2 separate regions of the Mus musculus genome follow, and region 1 is linked to region 2. The links are chromatin contacts, called in public Hi-C maps. All regions are on one chromosome and are shown on one strand. Each heading gives the region's core, a stretch centred on a gene start, on an enhancer-like site or on the middle of the called end of the contact. The rest is flanking DNA. Distances are from core to core; before and after follow the strand shown.

Region 1 (4,203 bases), core at 718-3,217, 100 kb before region 2:
TTCTGGTTTCTTTTCATGTGGAAGCTAATGGCTTTCTTGATGTCTTTGCCTTTCATATTTCGGAGTAAAGTTGGAGATATAAAATTCTCTATTCCCCAGTCTTTCCTGCCGCAAGACATTGGAGACAAGGACTCATGTTCACATGTTTACATTGCACTTGGTTCCAACAAAGAGCCAATGACACAGAATTCAGATATAGAGCTCTGACATACAGCAATTAGGAGTACCTTTCTCTAGTGGGAGGAATAGAGACAGGCAGAGGTGTAGATACAGAAAGAGGAAAAAGCAAGAGAAAGAAAGAGAAGGGATGTCTGTGATGTTTGAGTAGGTTTGGCCCCTGTAGACTCATGTGTTTGAATGCTTGGCCCATGGGGAGTGGGCACCATTAGGAAGTGTAGGCTTGCTAGAGTAGGTGAGGCCTTGTTGGAGGAAGGCTATCACTGTGTGGGTGTGTGGGTGTGTGGGTGTGTGGTGTGTGGGTGTGTGCTTTCAGGGGTATCTTCCAGTGCTCAAGCTCCGCCCAGTGTGGAATTAGAACCTCCTCCTGGTTGCCCGAGGGAGACAGTCTCCTGCCTGTCTTTGGAACAAGATGTAGAACTCTCAGCTCCTCTTCTTTCACCATGTCTGCCTGTATGTTGCCATGCTTTCCACCCTGATGATAATAATGAACTGAATCTCTGAATCTGTAAACCAGCGGCAATTAGATGTTTTCCTTTATAAGACTGTCTTGGTCATGTCGTCCCTTCACAGCAATGAAGCCTGAACTAAGACAATGTCCATATCTTCACTTATCTCTATCTGTATATCTCTCTATTAAAGGAGAGAGAGACAGAGTGAGGGGCTTTCCCCATAAACACACATGATATACATTATATACATTCTGCATTTAGGACCTCCTGACTGGTCTGGAAAATGACTGGTCTTGGTGTGGGATATTTCATGAATCAAAGCAGAAGTTCTCCATCTTTCTTTTAATTTAAAATTCCATTTCATTCATATATTGTGTGTCTACACTAAGTTAAACTTCTAAAAAGGGGAGCCCAAACTGCTGTATTTTAGCAAGTGTGTACATGTGTAGTGACCAGAGGACAACCTGTGGGAATTGGTTCTCTCTTCCTACCATATGGGTCCTGAGACTGAACTCAGACTCAGGCTTGGATGCAGGGGCCTTTACCTGCAAGGCCTTCCAATAGGCCTGTTCTCAGTCCTTTTAATAACAAAAATAAGTGGCGTGACCATCCACATATAAGAACAAGTCTCGTACCCTCTGCTAGGGAACAAACTCAGGGCCTTGCGTATGCTACGCAAGCACTCTGCCACTGAGCTAGGTTCAACACTCTTGCCACAGAGCGCACCTGCCAATCCTGAGGCTAAGCTTTAGAACATTATTAGCCTAGAAGCCTCAGAAGCCCCCTAAAGTTGCACCTTGACTCATTATACCAGGGATCTGTTCTATTTTTAAAACCTGATTTCTCCATTTGATTTTGATACCCAGACAAGCTAGAGCAGAGACCTGGGGAGGGGCTTAACATAACGGATATTAGTTCTCTGAGCTAAGAATCGAGAGGAACATGGATCGTAGGACTTGAAGCATCCCCCATTTGGAGGAAGGCATAATGCCATAGCCAATTGGTTCACACCTGTTGGGAAAATTAATTTCCAAGACATCCCTGCCCTCAGAAGTTGTCAGCTGATGACCTCAGACATTCTTTCAGGGACTGGAAATTTACAAGGAGACTCTGTGTAACTGCAAGAGGAAATGGCTTCTACCCAGACAGGGAGCCAGGCTGGGTAAAGGGAAATGGATAGAGAGACAAAGGCAGATGGGTGAGTATCGGCTTTCTCTGGAGTCTGGCCATCCTGGCTAGGAGCCAGCAGTCCCAAATGTGACACAGCTGCCACCCCCTGCCACTCACTCTATGTACTTCAAAGAGATCTTCTGTGGCTGGGCACAGGCATAGATCCGCTCCTGGATGTGCAGGGCTGCAAGCCGGAGGGCAGAGTTGCACTTCATCTCCACAGCAAAGCGCTCCTGGAGTACATCACTGCAGCTCTGCAAGAGATCACACAGAGCAGCTAGGCAACAAGAGCATACACATTGCGCGAGCGCGCGCGCACACACACACACACACACACACACACACACACACACACACACACACTTCTTTCCGGTCAGAGCAGCAGGATCAGCAGCCAGCTCTGAGGACTTGGCTCTGTGACCTGAGTTACATTCAGACTAAGTATAGTGTTTTCCATTGTTAATCGCATACTGACTGTCTATATGATCTGTATTATTTGATTTCTGGGAGGTTTAGAAAAGATTATATGCAGGAATGTGAGCATAAATCACACAGTGCTATCTTAAGCAAGTACAATGCACTGGTGGTGTGGTGGCTGCTATTACGATTTTCTAGCCCCATTTCTGTAAGACTTAGGCCAGCCTTACACCCCAGTGGACTGTAAACTGGTGACATCTCCCAGACGACTCTTCCCATCCAAACAAAAATAACGAAAGTAATTTCACTCTAGGCAATAGAGGACAAGGCGTAGTTAGAAGTCAAGAAACCAGGTTTCTAGCTGGGCATGGTGGCAGATGCCTTTAATCCCAGGACTCAGGCGCAGAGTCAGGAGGATCTTCAAGGCCAGCCTGGTCTACAGAGCTAGTTCTAGGACAGCCAGGGCTATACAGAAGAAATAATGCCTCAAAAAACAAGAGGAAGGAAGGAAGGAAGGAAGGAAGGAAGGAAGGAAGGAAGGAAGGAAGGAAGGAAGGAAGGAAAAGAAACCAGGTTTGGCTCTACTGCTAAGTAGGGACATCGGACACATTCCCCTTCTAAGACCTGGTTACGTCATCTCTAACATGAGTTTCTGCAGCACTAAAGCCCCATCCTGCAATAAAAGTGGAAAGGATAAAGCGTTTAATAGTATTAGAAAAGTGTATCATCTACATTGAGGACTAAGCCTAAATTTGATTAGTCTACTGCAAATCTCCCATTACAGCAACTTGGAGCAGGAACAATGGGGAGGGATAATGAGACCCACTGTTCTCTAGAAAGAGACCATCCCTCGGGAGAGCTGTTTTAGCTGCCACCAACCCAGAATAACCCAACTATGCGATGCGTCCTTGAGGCCACTGGCACCCCAGGAAGCACAGCCTGGTCACCTGAAGGTAGAGATATTCAAATGCCACAGGGTCTTCTTTCAGCAGGTCCAGGGGGTCCTTGGGCACAAAGCTCACCCTGAAGAGGCAGCGGGAGTCCTGGGATTCTTCCCTTTCTACCACCTGCCCAAGGCAAAGACAATAAGGTGACCTCGCCGCTCTCCATAAAGCGGCTTCACAGGGAAGAGAGAAAGGGAGGCCGCTGTTCTATTTCAGTCTTCCCCCCCAAGACAGCACAGCCTTCTCTCTTAGCCTGATTTTCTTTCCCATGGTGTGGAATGTGAAAGATTCAAAGAGTGTTGTTTCTTCTGTCAGAGGAATCCCTGTCCACATTTCAATGTCCTCCCAAGGGACAGTCTAGGAACCCATGCCCACATCTCAATGTTCTCCCAGGTACAGTCTAAGACAATTTGCTTTGTGGTTTGAATGTGAAGGTCCCCTCTCCCCAGCACATGTTCCAACATGTGGTCTTGAGTGGGAAGGGCTGTCTTGAGAGGCTGTGGAGCTTTAGGAGGTAGGGCCTGCTTGGAGAGAAAGTGTCTCTGAGGCCCAGGGGCATATCTTGGGTCCCTCTGTTTCCTATCTGCCACTATAATGTGACCACCTGTGATAAGCTCCCACCATCACGGACAAGGACTGTTCCTGCTGCCATGCCAACAACGATGCGTTGCAACTCCTAAACTCCAAGGTGAAATAAACTTCTCTCCTCTCCTAAGTTGCTCCTGACGGGGATTTGATCACAGCCAGGAGGATGGAATGCAAATGAGTGTTGATTTCCACAAGTGAAGATGGAGCTTGTACACTTCTGCACTTTATTATTTTTTAAGAGTTTGCAGCAGTTGGCGAGTGGTGATTGGGTCATGCCTCACTTGCAATGAGGTAGCCTGAGTGACACCCCCGCCCCCAAGGGTGAGGCTTCCCTGTTCCATTCCCCTGCTGAAGGAGCCCTCTCCTCCCCCAACTGTAGAATGTCTACTGATCTCTTCAGAATACACCCTACAATGATTTGTTGAACTGACCCATGTTTGACTTTAAAGATTCTG
Region 2 (3,866 bases), core at 1,115-3,614:
CACCCTCCCCCATCAAAGACAGAAACAAGCAGGGTGAGCTGAATGGGGGAGCAGGGGGATGGGGGCTGGTGTCTCTCCTTAACCCTAAGTTCTGAGAGCTGGGCCTAGGGAGTCCCCGGCCCAGGGACCATTTTCCAGTGTCCTCTCCTATCTCCTGTGTATGGCAGAAGAAAGGAGACTGACCTAGATTTTCTTAAAAAACAAGGCTTTGTTCGTGTTTTGCCACGATGTACTGTGACAGTGTTTCATCCTGTTCTTTAAATCAGAGGAATGTTCTGGAAAGAATCTGGGCTGCTGGGTCAGACATGGCTTGAATGTTAACTTGAGCCCTTTCTAGTGTTGTGTCCTTGGATAGATGTAGGCCCAGTCATTTCCATCATAACACAGATAATACAGATCTCCATGGTGCTCTGAGGATTCAGGAGCGTGAAGCACACACCCGGCGTGCACAGGGCTTTCAATAAGTGGCAGCTTTTATTTTGCTTTCGTTCAGACTCGTGGGTGCTCAGGACGCTCGTCTTCCGTGCACAGTCTGTAGAGCTTGGGTCTTTCCCTTTCGCTTCTCTGGTTCTTTTCTTATGCATACTTACTGGTATTAAAAGAGATGATACTTCTTTTTTGTTTGTTTGTTTTTCGAGACAGGGTTTCTCTGTATAGCTCTGGCTGTCCTGGAACTCACTCTGTAGACCAGGCTGGCCTCAAACTCAGAAATCCACCTGCCTCTGCCTCCCAAGTGCTGGGATCAAAGGTGTGGGCCACCATGCCCGGCAAGATGATACTTCTTGCAAGTCAAATATTAATGGCTCCCTAGTAGAACTGTGGGTTTATGAAAGACCACACATTTATCAACAACAATGAAGGCATGTTTTCAAAATGTCAGTACTGCCCAGTCAATATTACATATGCCGATTAGCTTGAGAACAAATAGCAGTGCTCACCAAGTTGACAAAATCACATATGCTCTGTCTGTTCAGCTTCACTAAAACCATTTTTTTTCTCTCCTCTCCAAAGAATAAGAGTGTTTTTATGAGCTTTGTGTTGATAGTCAAAGACAGTTTTCCTTTACAGACTTTGAGTTTTAAGAACCTGTAGATAGGGGCCTAGAGAGTTGGCTTGGTGGCTAAGAACACTGGCTGCTCTTCCAGAGGACCTGAGTTCAATTCCCAGCAACGACATGGCAGCTTCCAACTGTCTGTAACTCCTGTTCCAGAGGATCTGACACCCTCACACAAACATACATGCAGTCAAAACACCGATGCACACCAAATAAAAATAAATTTTAAAACATCTCCCTCCCCGCCCCCGCAAAGAACCTATAGCTGGATAGGTCATAGTTGCTAGAGCAAATCTACTATTGCTATTCTGTTAAGTGGAGATAGTATGAAACTGATTCCTACTGAGTTATCACTATACCCATGGCTAGAGCATCTCTCAACCCTCACCAGAGAAGCTTTTTCTTGCAATAGATGGCAACTAACATAAAGAATACGAGATCGCAAACTGCTCAGCCCTAAGTAGGAGATCTAGAACATTCCCCCTCCTGCAACGCTCAGGGGTAATTACCATGGAAGAGGCGACAGAAAGACTGTAAAATCCAGAGGCAGTGGATGACCATGATGAACAGTGTTTTCCAGATACCGACAGGTCAGCTGCACAAAGGAGCTCACCCTTGTTGGGACAGCAGGAAGAACATCTGCACAAGTCCAAGCTGTACAAATCCCAGCATGGCCTAAAGTTCTACCACGAGGAAAGGAGCTGCTGGCAGTGGATAGCTTGGGCAAGAGGGTGAGTCGGTTTTCTTTAAGGGTGTGACCCCTGACAGGCCGACCACACTCCGGGAGAGATGGCCCCACACCCAGAAATGTTTGGGCACTCACTGGACTTTCCCAAAAGGAAGAAAAGCACATGAAGTCAGGTTGGTGGGGACGGATCTGGGAGGAGTTGTGTTAGGAGGAGGAATACGATCAAAGTGCATTGTGTGACATTATAAAGAATTAAAATACCTAATTAAAAATTAGCGATACTTTGTGTGTCATCCTGAAGTTGGAGGTACCACCTGACTTCCCAGAGCCTAGGAAATGTGGGCTATGCTTTCCTGGAGGCTAAAGTTGTGGCAGACTTCCTATAATGGACCAGGTTTTTCTTGCTCTTTCTCATGAAGCTTAATGGGAGAACATTTCAGAGCATATGCAAATGCGTCAACAGATACTAATTTCTCCATTAGTGTAGCTCCTGGGGAGTTTCAGCCTAAGCCTAAAGCGTGGTCATTTGGGAATCAGAAATAGCTCCTTATAGCCCCACCCCTGCCCATGAGTCTGTTCTGTTTAGTCTTCCCCTCTTCCAACAATCCAACCACGGCGAGTCAGCGGTTGTCGGTCTGCAGCTGAACTGTAATCCTTTAAGGCACACCACTTGGATGTCCTTCAGAGCCCTTGTGCAGGCAGCTCTCCTTTGGCTTTCATGGCACTCCTGTGCACTGTCACCACACTTTGAAGATGAGGGATTGCTAAACTGATCGTTTGAGAGCAGACGCAAGGAAGGAGCCATGCCTGGCATGTCGAGTCTGACCTCACGCTGGATGTATAGGGGCATCTACTTGGCCTGACTGGGGCTATGAATTGCTTAGCTTTGTTGATGGGAATCAAGGTGTGGACCAAATTAAGGAAGTGCAAGCTTATTCATTTATTTAAGCAAAATTGCCTACGTGCTTCTGAAATAGCAAGGCATTGTGCTAGCTCCTCCCTGAGGTAGAGCCATGTCCTGGGAGGAGAATGGGGTTTGGACTCATGTGGCCTGTGTGGACACGTTGCCTCTGGTAAAGGTCACTAAGTGTTCGCTGCTGTCACTGGGAGGTGAGACGGAGAACACAGAGACCAATTAGACCAATTAGACATCGTTCTGACCTTTCAAACGCTGGGATGAGAACTACAATGTGTGTTTTCAGGTAGCTGTCACAGAAGGCAGAATACAGCCATTGTTATCAGTGGAACAGCGGAACTGTGGCCAAACCACAAACGAGGCTACCAGATTGTGGGAGCTAACTCACCCCGTCACTATGGGACATGTTCAATTTTCAAAGGAAGCATGTCAATACTGAAAACCCACGGGACATGTGCGTGCTAACAGCTCTGGGGACTTCACCATTTCAACACTGGATCATGCCCCTCTGTCCTGTGTCTCTGCCAAGCTGGGTTTTCATTGATTCCTATGATAGAATGGAACAGGACATAAAAGCAACAGCCAACCAAGCTCTGGGGCTTAAGAGGGTCTGGTCCTCTGACAGACACACAATCCCATTAGCCAATGGCTGGGGTGGCTTTAAAATAAGATAAAACAGGCCAGAGAGATTGTTCAGCAGCTAAGAGCAGATTAGAGAGGTCCCTGGCTCCATTCTGAACAACTTGTAACTCCAGCCCTGAAAGATGCTTGTATTCACGTGCACACACCACCCGCCACACACACTCATAATTTTTAAATAAGTAAAAAATAAGATAAAACAATGTTTTTGATGTATTCCATTATTTTCTCTAATAGTTTCTAGGACTTAAATACTAAGTTATTATTAAATTGTTTGGGCCAAATTGTTTAATATATGAAAGTACTCGTCATTCAATTTTTCCTGGAGATTCTGCGACTTGCTCTTGGGATTTCAAAGAATGGAGAGACCCCATGTGAGACGGGATGCCCAGGATTCAGAAGATAGGATGCTTTGAAGAGGAAGGAAATGAACATTTGAGGCAGCTGGATGTGGTGACACACACACCTGGAATCCCAGTACATGGGACATGGAGGCAGGAAGGCAACATCAGCCCCTTTTGAGCATCTGTGGGCAACACTTTATAATCAGACTGCTTGGGAACAAGCTC

What was found. Hi-C and Micro-C count contacts between places; a contact is called where the count stands out from the background.
Region 1: a Hi-C map of the N1E-115 cell line shows a contact between it and region 2, with 6 times the contacts expected there. The contact joins two enhancer-like sites. A contact is called at or near these places in 15 of 39 promoter capture datasets (the 3T3-L1 cell line, the HPC-7 cell line, cranial neural crest and 10 more), 5 of 15 datasets of contacts at CTCF or cohesin (the G1E-ER4 cell line, embryonic stem cells, pro-B cells and 1 more), 103 of 484 Hi-C or Micro-C datasets (the 63-12 cell line, B cells, the Ba/F3 cell line and 51 more), 11 of 115 datasets of contacts at active chromatin or transcription factors (astrocytes, bone marrow-derived dendritic cells, differentiating embryonic stem cells and 4 more) and 1 of 9 other capture datasets (embryonic stem cells).

What each region holds. Positions count from the first base shown.
Region 1 is chr4:45,268,980-45,273,182 of GRCm38.p6, reverse strand. Frmpd1 (FERM and PDZ domain containing 1) reads right to left here. Exons shown (of 16, transcript NM_001081172.2): 9 at 3,164-3,283; 10 at 1,917-2,053; 11 at 1-105. Among named protein-coding and RNA genes, the nearest start is that of Trmt10b, 26 kb to the left of the region's middle. Within about 2 kb of position 1,967, at least 43 of the 459 cell types and tissues checked have an H3K27ac peak or open chromatin away from gene starts, as enhancers often do. A contact at or near this core is called in the N1E-115 cell line, where this site is marked.
Region 2 is chr4:45,167,994-45,171,859 of GRCm38.p6, reverse strand. No RefSeq gene overlaps it. Among named protein-coding and RNA genes, the nearest start is that of Frmpd1, 15 kb to the left of the region's middle. Within about 2 kb of position 2,364, at least 4 of the 459 cell types and tissues checked have an H3K27ac peak or open chromatin away from gene starts, as enhancers often do. A contact at or near this core is called in the N1E-115 cell line, where this site is marked.